Linked DNA regions of Dromaius novaehollandiae: region 2 is linked to region 1. The links are chromatin contacts, called in public Hi-C maps. All regions are on one chromosome and are shown on one strand. The core of a region is the stretch at or near the end of the contact, and the rest is flanking DNA. Distances in the headings are between cores, read along the strand shown. Region 1 holds the start of COL14A1 (collagen type XIV alpha 1 chain). Region 2 holds the start of MTBP (MDM2 binding protein).

Evidence for each region. Hi-C and Micro-C count contacts between places; a contact is called where the count stands out from the background.
Region 2: a contact with region 1 is called in a Hi-C map of liver, with 15 times the contacts expected there. The contact joins the promoter of MTBP here to the promoter of COL14A1 in region 1. A contact is called at or near these places in 3 of 4 Hi-C or Micro-C datasets (brain, liver and ovary).

The regions. Positions count from the first base shown.
Region 1 is chr2:155,800,162-155,805,625 of bDroNov1.hap1, reverse strand. It overlaps COL14A1 (collagen type XIV alpha 1 chain), which reads right to left and starts at 2,174. Exons shown (of 45, transcript XM_026110073.2): 1 at 1,967-2,174. It overlaps LOC135327638 (a long non-coding RNA gene), which reads left to right and starts at 3,765. Exons shown (of 3, transcript XR_010388043.1): 1 at 3,765-3,934.
Region 2 is chr2:155,980,768-155,986,770 of bDroNov1.hap1, reverse strand. MTBP (MDM2 binding protein) reads right to left here and starts at 3,611. Exons shown (of 22, transcript XM_026110074.2): 1 at 3,413-3,611; 2 at 2,678-2,758; 3 at 1,017-1,090; 4 at 774-919; 5 at 231-289. The coding sequence starts at 3,596. MRPL13 (mitochondrial ribosomal protein L13) reads left to right here and starts at 3,540. Exons shown (of 8, transcript XM_064507834.1): 1 at 3,540-3,621; 2 at 4,031-4,154; 3 at 4,544-4,596. The coding sequence starts at 4,033.

The DNA.
Region 1 (5,464 bases), core at 925-3,424:
GCCAGCACAGTCAACAGCCAGTTGCCTAGTGACAGGCAATAAGAAAAATAAAGAGACGTAAGTCTTAAATAGCACCCCTTGTATATCTTACACTGGGGATAGAGGATTCTCCCATTGCTCAGGAATACAACCTGCAGCAGGCAAATGTGGAGCCTTCAAAGAACAACATATGGCTCACTGAAGCCACCACTGAAGATGTGCAGATTTCTTTCCATGTAATAGTCTAGACACTGAAATATTCACTCACAGTGGTGCCTCAGTTCCCAATCTGCTGGAGCAGATGTAAGCCCTCCTTCCAAAGAGGTGCTATAAACACTACCTGACTGGCAATCTTGGGTAAAGCCACTCTCCACTTCTCCTTTTAGAGAAGATCCACTGGAGAAGGTAAGATTTACCGACACATACATAACTGGCACTAGATAAAAAACAACCTGCACGTGACTGCGCTTCAAGGCTCACTTCAGAGGAACACAGAGGCAACCATGAGTCTGCAGCCACCTTGTGGCTGAGGACACCAGGGAATGAGAAGAAATACCCTAATCCCGCTCCTTTATACTGTGTATCACTTTTCATAATTATTTTACCAAGTACTTATCCGACAAAATAGCCCTGGCAGCAGAGCCCACTGTCCAGCCTGCCCTCCCAAGCCAGGCGCCCACAGTGCTAGAGCAGCCTGGCTCCCCTCCCCTCCTCGCCAGGCCAGGCCTCCACAGGGCATCCATCCACACAGACACCTTCTGCGGAGGGGTGAACGCGCCTCTGCGGACCCCCAGCCGCAGAGGAGACTAGCCTCCACCCTCCCTGCCGCCGGTGGGGTCTGCTGGAGGAATGCCCCCTTGCCAGGTCCCTGTTAACGGCAAGAAACTGCGTGACCCAGCCCAGAGGCAACGTGGGACATGTCCTACACCCAAGGCTTTGTCACGCGTTGGCGATTTCCAGCGTTTCCAAGACGGCAATCGTGGCTGAACCTAGGCACGGCCCAGGAGAGCCCCCAGTGGGGCGCCGGGCACGAGGCCGCGCTCCCCCAGCACCACGGCCTCCGCACAGCCCGGGGCGCCCGTCCCCGAAAGAAGACACACGGGTTATTTCTCTTATTTTATGTTTATTATGGAAGAACGTGACCCAGCGCCGACCCGCAGCCTGCGAACGGGCACGGGCTGCTCGGGCCGGGGGAAGAGCGCGGTCTGCCCCGTCCCGCCGCCGCTGCCTCGAGGGCCCGGCGTGGCCGCGGCCGCCTCACGCGCCGCGCCGCCCCCACGCGGGGCGAAAGGGCGGGAAAGGCGGCGGCGCCGCCCTGCAGCCGCGCTCGGCGCTCCGCACCCCGCAACACGCCGCGGCGCCAGCGGGGCCGCTGCCCTCCCCCCCACACACCCCCCCCCGCGGCGGCGGGGGCCTCCACCTGCAGCCCCAGTGGCTCCGCGCCTCCCCCTGCCGCGGGGGCGCCGCCACCGCCGCAGCCCCCCGATCCTCTCCGCGAAGCTGCCCCGGGCAAACAACCGAAAGCCGCCAGGGTGGAAGCGCGTTTCTCCCCCCCCCCCCCTTTAGAAGTTAAGGGGACGGCGAGGGGCAGCACCGCGTGAGGCGCAGGGTCTCCCTACCCCCCCGCAAGCGCTTCCCGCCCCCACGAAGCCCCGGCGCCGCTGAACGACGCGCTCCGGGCGCCGGAGAGAGGCACCGGCAGAGCCGAGCCGCCTCGACGCCGCGCTCCCCCCGGCCGCGGCGGGCAGCAGCGAGACCCCCTGTTTTAAGACTTTTTTAAAAAACTCGTGTTATTTTTTGGAAGCGCCGCTTCCGCACGCGTTTCTGCGAGGGCTCCCCCCGCCGCCTCCGCTTCCCCCCACCCTCTCCAGCAGTTCGCCCCCCTCCCCGGGGAGCAGCCGCCCGCCGGCTCTGCAGGTGGCGAAGAGCCGCCGCGGGGGGGCCCGGCCGCTCCCCGCCCGCCGCCCCGAGGGAGCCGCACACCGACCTGCGCGGGCATCGGCGGCGCCCGGCGCGGCCCGTCCCGTCCCGTCCCGTGCCGTCCCGTGCCGTGCCGTGCGCGCCGCTCGCTGGCTCGCTGGCGGGCGGTGGGTGTCAGCGTGCCGCGGGGAAGGCTGCCTGCCCACCGCTCCGGCGGCGCTTCCCCTGCATCCGATAAGGCGAGCGGGCAGGGAAAGGAGGCGGGCGGTTAGGGAGGGAAGGTGCGGAGAAGGGGGGAAAGGAGGCACGAGCGAGCGCTGACGTCCGAGCGACTCGCCCAGCGCTGCCGGCGGGGGGGGGGGCGGGGGGGGCAGCGCTAGGTCTGCAGGTGCTCTGCTTTGCTTCTCCTTTTTTTTTCTGTTTTCCTACCTTTTAACTCGTTTTTCGCTCCCCCGAGTTGCTAATTCGCTTAGTTTTAAGTAATGCAGAAGGTGCCTCTTCTGCGGCACCGCTTGGGTTGCAGGTATCCCTCCCGCCGGTTATTGCAACATGCAGATTAATGACTCATCGGGGAATTATTTCTATTAAAGTGTCCCAGTGCTTGTCTGGCTTAATATAAACCTTGATTAAACGTGCCATAGTACACATGCACGTTTTTGCCATATGCAGAGACTATATCTATATCCTATCAAGGAAGGATGCTATACCCTACAATATACCCTACTGAAGTTACAGCTAAGCCTCCTGCTTGTGAAGCCTATACGTGCCTAGCATTCGGGAGAGGAGTGAAACTATTCATCCCAGTGTGCCTGATCATCTGCATAAAGTTAGTAATGCAATCACCGAAGGATTGTGTTTAAAGAAACAACAGATATAGGTGAAACAGAGGTGTGCATCTCTTTGCTAATGTAAGTAGGGATCACTTCTAGGGAAGGGGGACACTAAGTCCCGGTGAGATGCTTGCGAGTTGTGTAATGACCTTAAACCCTGTAAAGTGGGAGCTTCTGAGTCTGATTCCCAGCCCTCTGGACTCTTGTCCAAAGTCACTGTGCTCAGCTATCTTTCTACTGAAACCTCAGAAGTGGTTAAACTACAGAGAAACTCTTTAAGCTCTGCTGTTTTCTGTAGCAAAGCTTAAAAATCATAAAGCAATCTGAAGACTTTAGGCTTAGGCTTTCTCCCAGATCCTATGGGATCCAGGAGATCCTGTCCTCTCCTGTAATGCCAGGTGTGTGCAGTGGCCAACACTTGGTACCTGTCAAGAGGAGAGCAGCTTGCAAGACCGTGATTCATCTGAAGTAATAACAAGTTCAGCTCACTGATATGTGATGCCTTTTTTACCTTTTCAGTCCCTAATTTATGTATATAGCTTAGACAACAGTATCTAGAAGACAAGGAGGCAGATGGATAGGTCTATTTGCAAAACCCCTGAAGACTTAGTGAATGTAGAGAGATAAATCAACCTAATCCATGACTGCTTGCTGGCTCATGTGTATCAGGATGAGTCAAGGAGCAGTTTGCCAAAGGGAGAGTCTGATTCCCTGTTTCTGTCTCTCTCTCTTTGTTTTTTAATAATGTATTATGCAAAGTGCATGAGCACCATCCTGTGGCTGCGCCTAGTTAGAGTCCTGGGAGCCACAATTACAAGTCTTGAGTCCACTGGCCACTAAACAGACTGAAACCCTCTGCAGCCTCTGACTGACTTTATAAGGTAATTTTGAGCCATGTGTTTACATCAGCAATTAAACAAATCCTTTACATTTATGCAAAGTACATCATTTCAAGGGTAATTCTGCTGATTTTTTTAACAGCAATTCGTTTTCCTAATTTACAGAAATATTTTTATAGGAATTGTTTGCTTTTTAGGGTGAATGGTGCTTGTTGCCGTTGAGTTGTACTCGGCTTGCTCTGGAAAGCACCACAGAAGTCCTTGCATAGCTACAAGGAAGAGCTCATGTTGTTCAAAACTGGTTCTCATCATGCTTCTTTCATCCTGGGTTTTGTAACACCCTTTGAAAATGATGTTCCTATTAAGGTATGGCTTCCTCCAAAGAATTGTTGTAAGCTGCACATCTGGAAGTAGGGTAAAATCACAGAAGTAACGTATGAGCTGTATTGATTTATAAATGACTTACTAATGTTTCTTTCTTACCATGCTTTTGAAAAAAACTATTGAGTTTTGTAAGTAAATTTACCAAATATATGTTGGGCCCATGAACTTACTTTACACTAATTTGAATTGGCCAAGCCTCACTGATTTCAAAAGAGCAACACTGATTTACAGTCACATTTAAAAGTATTTTAACCAACAAGATATTGAACATCCTTTGCTTGGCTAGGGTAGATCATGTAAAATTCATTTAAATAGTATTACATGGGAATTATATTAAAAACATAACTCGAAACAATTGAACTAATCCAATTCAAGTGCCACAAAGAATAGAATTAGCACAGACCAGTGAGCTCAAAGTGAACTTGACTGAATATCTAATTTTAAAATTGAACCAAGTAATGGATCACGGAAAGCAGTATTTCTGGGAACTGAACAGAAACCAAACTAGTATGTTTGGTGGCTGTGGGGAAGAATTACTCAGTAACTATTGATTCTCTGCTTTTTAGAATATGGCCTTTTTATTTCTCTCATTTTCTCTGACATATTCATGAATGCAATGTTATTTGCTGTGCCATTTCTCACAAAACTTTTTGGGAAATAAGAGCACCAAGTTTTGGGGAAATCTTTAGATTGGAAATTGTTTGAAGTTAATCAGGTCTTTGATTACAATGATGTTTTAAAGGTGACTAGGTTTTTCCTAAGCTAATATATCTTACAAGGAGAAATACATTTTTTAAATGCCTTTTCTCTCTTCCCTTCCTCCTGAGTGCCCAAAAGGCCGAGTTACATTTGAAAATTTTAACTACAAAACTACCATTTGCATGACTAGGACTACTCACTCAAGCCTAATTAAAATTCACAGAATTTTATTTTGCTATCAAAAGAATTAAAGAACACACAGAAAGACAAAGGTAAAACCTGAGGTAAAGCACAGCTTACTTTTGCTTTAAATTTTGCAATTCTTATTAAATATGACTACTTAGAATGCTCTTTGGAAGGTGGTTTGCCAAGATCAGTCTGTCAACGCTTGTAATAATTAAGTGATTTATGAAGGCGTATGCTGAGAGATCTGAGAAGGATTTAGGAATGTATTATCCCCCCTCAAAAATAAACAGAAATGTTTTTGTGGAAAATGTAATTGTGATAAGCCATATTTAACATATTAGCTATACTTGCCTCTTGAAATTTCTTATCTTTAGTTGCTAAGACAATTTCTTAGTTATTTTGTGATATAAACATGCAGTAAAATTACTTCTGAAATGCGTAGTTATTTTTGGTGAAATGTTTTTTCTAGTGCCTTTCTTTGCGCAACAGCTGTTTCTCTGTTATCAGCCTCACAAATGTGGCTTTCTGCAGCTCGATTTTTAGCCAAGAACGGGCAGAGTAGTCCAGTTTTGCTTCGTTATTGGTCGGCGTGTCTGATGAGTCATGTATTTTCATTTCCTTGATACT
Region 2 (6,003 bases), core at 2,362-4,861, 180 kb before region 1:
CAAAACCATGAACAGTAAACTCCACAAGACAAAGCCAAGCCAATCATACTTAAGTTCCTTAATAAACCACTTTTAAGAGTGGCGTACAAGTGGATTCAAAGGGCAAACTAATGTCTTCTGAATTTTCTTCCATTTGACTATGATTTTACCAACTGAGTTGTCTGAGTAATAACTAACAACACAAATATAAACTCTAAAAGAGATTAGTCCTTCATTTTAAAAGAGCTTACCTGGGGCAGGCAGTTTATCAGCTAACTGATGCAGACTTTCTGCAGCTTCATCATAGATACTGAAAATGAAGAGCAACATGATTGAAAAAAAAAGTAATTTAGAAACAAGCAATAAACACTACCTGATGTAAATACTTCACATCTTTAAAATTCTGCACAAACATAACACCTAGGCAACGAGATACACTTGTCTCCTATTTTACTGAGGCAGAACTAAGCTAAATGACCTCCGAAGAGAGTGCAATAAAACCAGAAATAAGAGTCAAGACAGTCTGCTTTTTCTTAGCAGGAAGCTTCTTTTTTGTATATACAACCGTCAGCAGCTAGGAAGCTTTTGTTATTCTATAAAAATCACCTATAGCTAAGAAAATTAAAGCAACATAAAACAGATCAGAATTATTTTTTGGTGGTAGAAGGGGACTGTTCACAGTTAACTATTGCTTTGGTAATAACTTGTGCTTGTTAAATTTTCCTGATTTCCTTGGGCTTTTATTGTTAAATGTCAAATCACTGTACTTGCAGTGAAAATAATAATATGCATACTCCGCCGTAGACAGTGACTCTCTGCTGTTGTTGTCGTCTTCCTCAAAATTCTGTATAGCTCCCAGACATTCATCAACACTTGTCTGGAGTGAGTCTTCATTTTCCTGTGTGTCAAAATTTATTTCCTCCCAGTCAGGACTGCAGAACTAACCAAGCAAAAAGAGTTTTGATTATCACAGTATTAACTTGCATTAGAGACAGACAGAGAGCTGAGGAACTTAAATTCTGAAAAATCTTGCTTACCTGATAATAACCACATATAACATGACTTGCAAAATACCATTTCTTTCCACCTGGAATACCAGCAACAGAACATGCTAAAAAGAGAGCAAACAATTACTTAAAATAAAAAATCCGCTGCAATCTATTCTTCCTATTATAATTACTGTCTCTGTTGAAAGAATTCCAATGAATCATTTTAGTGGTGATCTTACTGCACTGTGCCAACAAGAAATTGAGGAAACTCAGTCAAACTGTATATGGATTTTCAGAAAAACTCCAGATTTTTTCCTTATTAATGAAACTCGTAAGGAGGAATGACCATAGATGGTATTGTCACAGTTTATTTTTGATAATCTCAACCACTTTTTAAATTAAATACCTAGCTATGTTACATGGTTATGCCTACTATTGCCTAAATTGGTTATAGAAAGTCAACAAAAGAAGCAAGCGCACAGTAGATTTCCCATTTAAGACCACTGCCATTTCCATTCATATCAAGCTAAACTGAATGGTTCGGAACAGAGGATGAAAACATGCACAAAAAAAGATTACCTATACAAACGTCAGCTAGGACTGAAAATCCTAGAATTCAGCTAAACTTTCACAGAATTCCTGATCTGAACGGATTGAACTTGAACGATCAACACCAGAATACCACATTTGCATCTTACATATTTTTCAAAGTTTTTAATGTGCCACAATGACGTAAGATCTACTTTCTTTTGACATCATAATTAAGGTCGAAGTATATTAAGTTCTAGCTAAGTGTCTAACTATTAATGAACCTCTTTGTTAATAGGTAAGAAAGTTTTTGATCTTTACTCCACTTTGAGCAATAATGCTCTTCACTTCCAGAAGCTGCAGGATACCTGAACTGAACCACAACTTTCAGAAATATGGTTAACACAGTTCACAAATTGAGATGCTGTCTGATGCCTTCTCAACATTTTTGTGAAATAAAAGCACAGAAGTAGAAAAAACCACAACATTCCCGCCTTAATGAAGTCATTGGTTTCCTCACAGGGATCACGATTAGATGACAGCTGTGACAGTGAGGTGACCATTAATAGCCCAACACTAGACATCCAAACCAAGTGAGGAACTAATGAGTTAATTTTCAAACTAAGAAAATACTACAATTATTAAAAAAAACAAATAAATGCACCAAAGCAGGTCTTTGGAAATCTCTTCTAAGAAGATAAAAATATTTAATAAATGTTCATTAATGAGGCTTTTGAATGCTTACTCAATAGACAAATGTTGTCTTCACTGAAATAAGCTTAGACACAAAATATAATTATGAATCTGGGATGAAATCACAGGAGCAACAAAAAACTTGGGCATGAAAATATCAACTCCCACATGGGTAGCAAGCCCTTTTCTACTCTTACTTGGTGTAAAAGTGTATTGAAATTTGTCAGAAAGCCAACCTCTCAGTAGCTTTACTTTCATTTCTGGTGTCCAATACACTTAACCATTTCCTAACCATTCGGTTCTTGAAGGTAAGTCAGTTCTCTATAAAAACAGAAGTAGCGACAGCAGCCCCGCCTGCAGGTTTAGCCATACTGCAGAAACTGCCAGTTACTTCAAGTTTTTGACTTATTTCATCCAGATGTAAAAATTTGCCTAGGACAAGACCTCAATGATGTTTGTCTCACACTACTGCACGCTGCTATACTTACCTGGGAACGTGCTTGCATCTGCATTTACAGATGAGCTACAGTTTTCTTTCAGGAGATCATAAATGTTCGCAGCAGTCGCACCTGAAAGAAAAAAAGCGTTTCTTCAGTCTACTCCATTACAAAAGTAAAATCTTGGTTTCTTGCATATGGAGTGTAAACTGCAGTTTAATATTACAAGTTCAGTTTTAATCAAAACATCGATGTAAACATCTATGTCAACTACGGATTTCTCAGGAGGCCCAAGCGGCAAAGCTTCAAAGAACCTAGTTAAACTCTCGCACGTCTCTGGAATGTTCCACACAGCCAATGTCAATGTTGCAGTAAGACACAGAAATACTGAATTTTTGAGGGTTTAAGTCATTAGAGGCCCTTACTCTGACAGAAAATGGCTTTAATACGGTAGAAATCAAGAAAAAGCTAAAGCGGAGCCAGCATGATCTGAGTGCGGGTCCTAGACCAGTAACCTTAAAAAACAAAAGCCCTCGTCAAACAGGCCGCGGTGTCTCTGAGCCGAAGGCACCAGCCCCCCGGATTAAGCCCCAGTGACTCGGGCCGCGACGCCCCGCGCCCCCCGAGGCGGCGGTGTCCCCGGCCTTAACGCGCAGCCCTTTCTCACCGCGCGGCGCTTCGCTCGCGGCCGTTTTCGGCGCGGCCCAACGCCCCCCCCGGCCTCGCGGAGGGGCGATGGCGCGGCGGTGGCGGCCGCCGCCGTGTACCCCCCGCCCGCGGCGGTACCTGCTGCGGGCGCAGCCGCCGCGCCGCCGGCCCGGCGCTCCTCCCAGCGCAGCAGCAGCACGTAGCGGTCCATGGCGGTCGCCGCTCCAACCGCCCGCGCCGCTGCCCTCGCACCGCCCCTCACGGCGCGGCGCTTCCGCTTCCCGCTGCCGGGGGCGCTTCCTCCACCGGCGCGGGCCGCCATGGCCAGCTTCACCAAGGCGGCCCAGGTGAGCGCGGCCCTGCCGCCTCGGGGCGCAGCCAGCGGGAGCGGGCCCGGCGCGGCGCGGTGCCCCCGCGGTGCGCGGCGGGGCTCGAGGGCGGGCTGTGCCCCTCGCGGAGGGGGGCGGGGGCATGATGCAGGCCGGCGGCAGGAGGGCTCCGTTTCTGCCCCCCCCCCCCAAATGCCCAGAGTTGTTAGCTTCATACTGTTATTATCACTGTTATAAGCACTTATAACTTAGTGTGATGCAATAAATATATCAATCACAATACATAATAGCCTTTTCCCTTGCGAATTTATTCAGAGAGGGTGTGATCGAGTATTTATTGTATCTTGAAATGCCAAAGACGCGTTGATCTGCTCGGGCATTTATTTATGGTAGCGCGTTCGTTAAGCCAGCGTCTCGTTCCCCTCAGCAATGGGCGACCTTCGCCCGGGCCTGGTACCTCCTGGACGCGAAGATGCAGCCGCCAGGGAAGATCGCGGCTGTGACCGCGGTGAGGCTCGAAGGCAGGCACAAGCCCATCTATCACGCGCTCAGTGAGTATGGCCGTAGGCAGAAGCAATCCTGCTTTCCTTCCTCTGCTTCTTTCGATTTCGGTTTTAAAATCAAGCCTGATTTATAAGGTTACATTTTTCAAGCCTTTGTAGAAGTCTCCGTTTTCCCTCTCGCCTTTGGCCTTTATTCCTCTCCACAGCCTTATGTTACCGTTTTGGCCAACCCATATAAAGCTTATTTTTGTTTATTTACTTATTTATTTCCTCTTAATAATTGTATTACAGTGCCGTTGTGCTCCCATTTTCTTAAAAGCTTGAAATGTGTTTCTTTTCATTTATTGTAAACATAAAGATTTAGCTTTCAGCACACATAACAAAACGATGGTGTGAGTCTTGTTTAAAGGTCCTGAATAACACTTTTCAATGTATAGCTGCAAAACACCACAGAATCTTGGAGCGACTCTTAATTCTGCAGAAGGTGCAGGTAAGTCCTGTATTCTTGAGAAGCCTGGGACCTGTATGTGATTTCCAAATGGTAGATGTGATCGTTGTTGAAAGATATCTTTCTGTTTAAATGAAAAGTTTGTTTTGGTTATCTCCTAATTAGAAGATTCCACAGTAAAGACTTTGTCTTTGATCTTGTGTATTATTTGTGCTACCATAGTGTCTTCCACACTGTGATAAGTAGTAAAAAAGTGATCCTTACTCAAAATACTAAAATTGATGGTATAATATTCGCTGTAATGCTCATGCAAACTTTTGAAGAGATGTTACTGAAACAGAAGTGAAGCATTAAACTTCAGCTCCTACATGTAGAATGTACATCATAAAATTAGTCTTTTTCTGAATTTCAAAATAAAAGGTATTATACGTAGTGTTCTCAAGATTATTTAAAAACACAAATTCTACTTCCGCAAAATGTTTTTTATCCACAAGATGTCACTGGAGACTAAGGCTGTTTAAAAATTAAAGCAGACAGTGGGAGGAAATGTTTTTTATTGTCCTCTGGAGAAGATCTTTCATCATTTGCTTTTATATTCTTTAAATTATAAAATCCTGGAAAGTTATTTCAAGGATGACTCTATTTGGTCTAAAGCATTCCATAAATCAGTACCAAATGCATTATACCTATTTAGTGTACTTATGAAATATGAAAGTAGAGATTAATATCCAGTATTGATGTTGACAGACTGCTACTATTAAGAGACAGTTTGTACTCTGTAAGAGAGTAGAGTATATGTGAATTTGCGGTTGATGTATTCAACAGGTTATTTCAAACTAGCAAGAAATATTTTAATATCTATGAAAGAACAGTTCCTTAGATGGAATAACACAGATTTTTTTTTTTAATTAGGTACAAGGACATGATTATTCTACAAAACCATTATTTCACTTATTGTTTTGAAAAGTATGGGGAACTAAACTTAAGCTATGGGTAGGGAAGGAAAGAAATTTGATTACATTTACCTTCTGTTTTAAGGGTAGTCTTCCATTGTTCTCTGAAGTATCACGCTTTTAGATGCTGCTGAACCGTATGGCTTAAATAAGGTGATGCAGCTTGTCATTTGTGGGGTTTGGACCTAGACTTTCAGATTTCTTCTGCATGATTCCTTCTCTCCACCTTGACTCTTTCCCTTGCATCCTATGTTTTTGAGCAGCTTGACAATACAGAATCAGAAATAGTAGCTAGGTGAGCCAGATTTGCCAAAATATGGACAGCCTGGTTCCTTATATTGCATTGTCAGTAAGCACAGATGAACCTGTTACGTTGTTTGGGCAGTATTTGCTGCTTAAATGACTGATCTCTGCATCCTTGAAGGAGAAGACTAGGCTGGATGAAGTGTTCTACAAGCCAGATCTAGTGCAGGTGTCACTCTAGTTTGGAATGTTA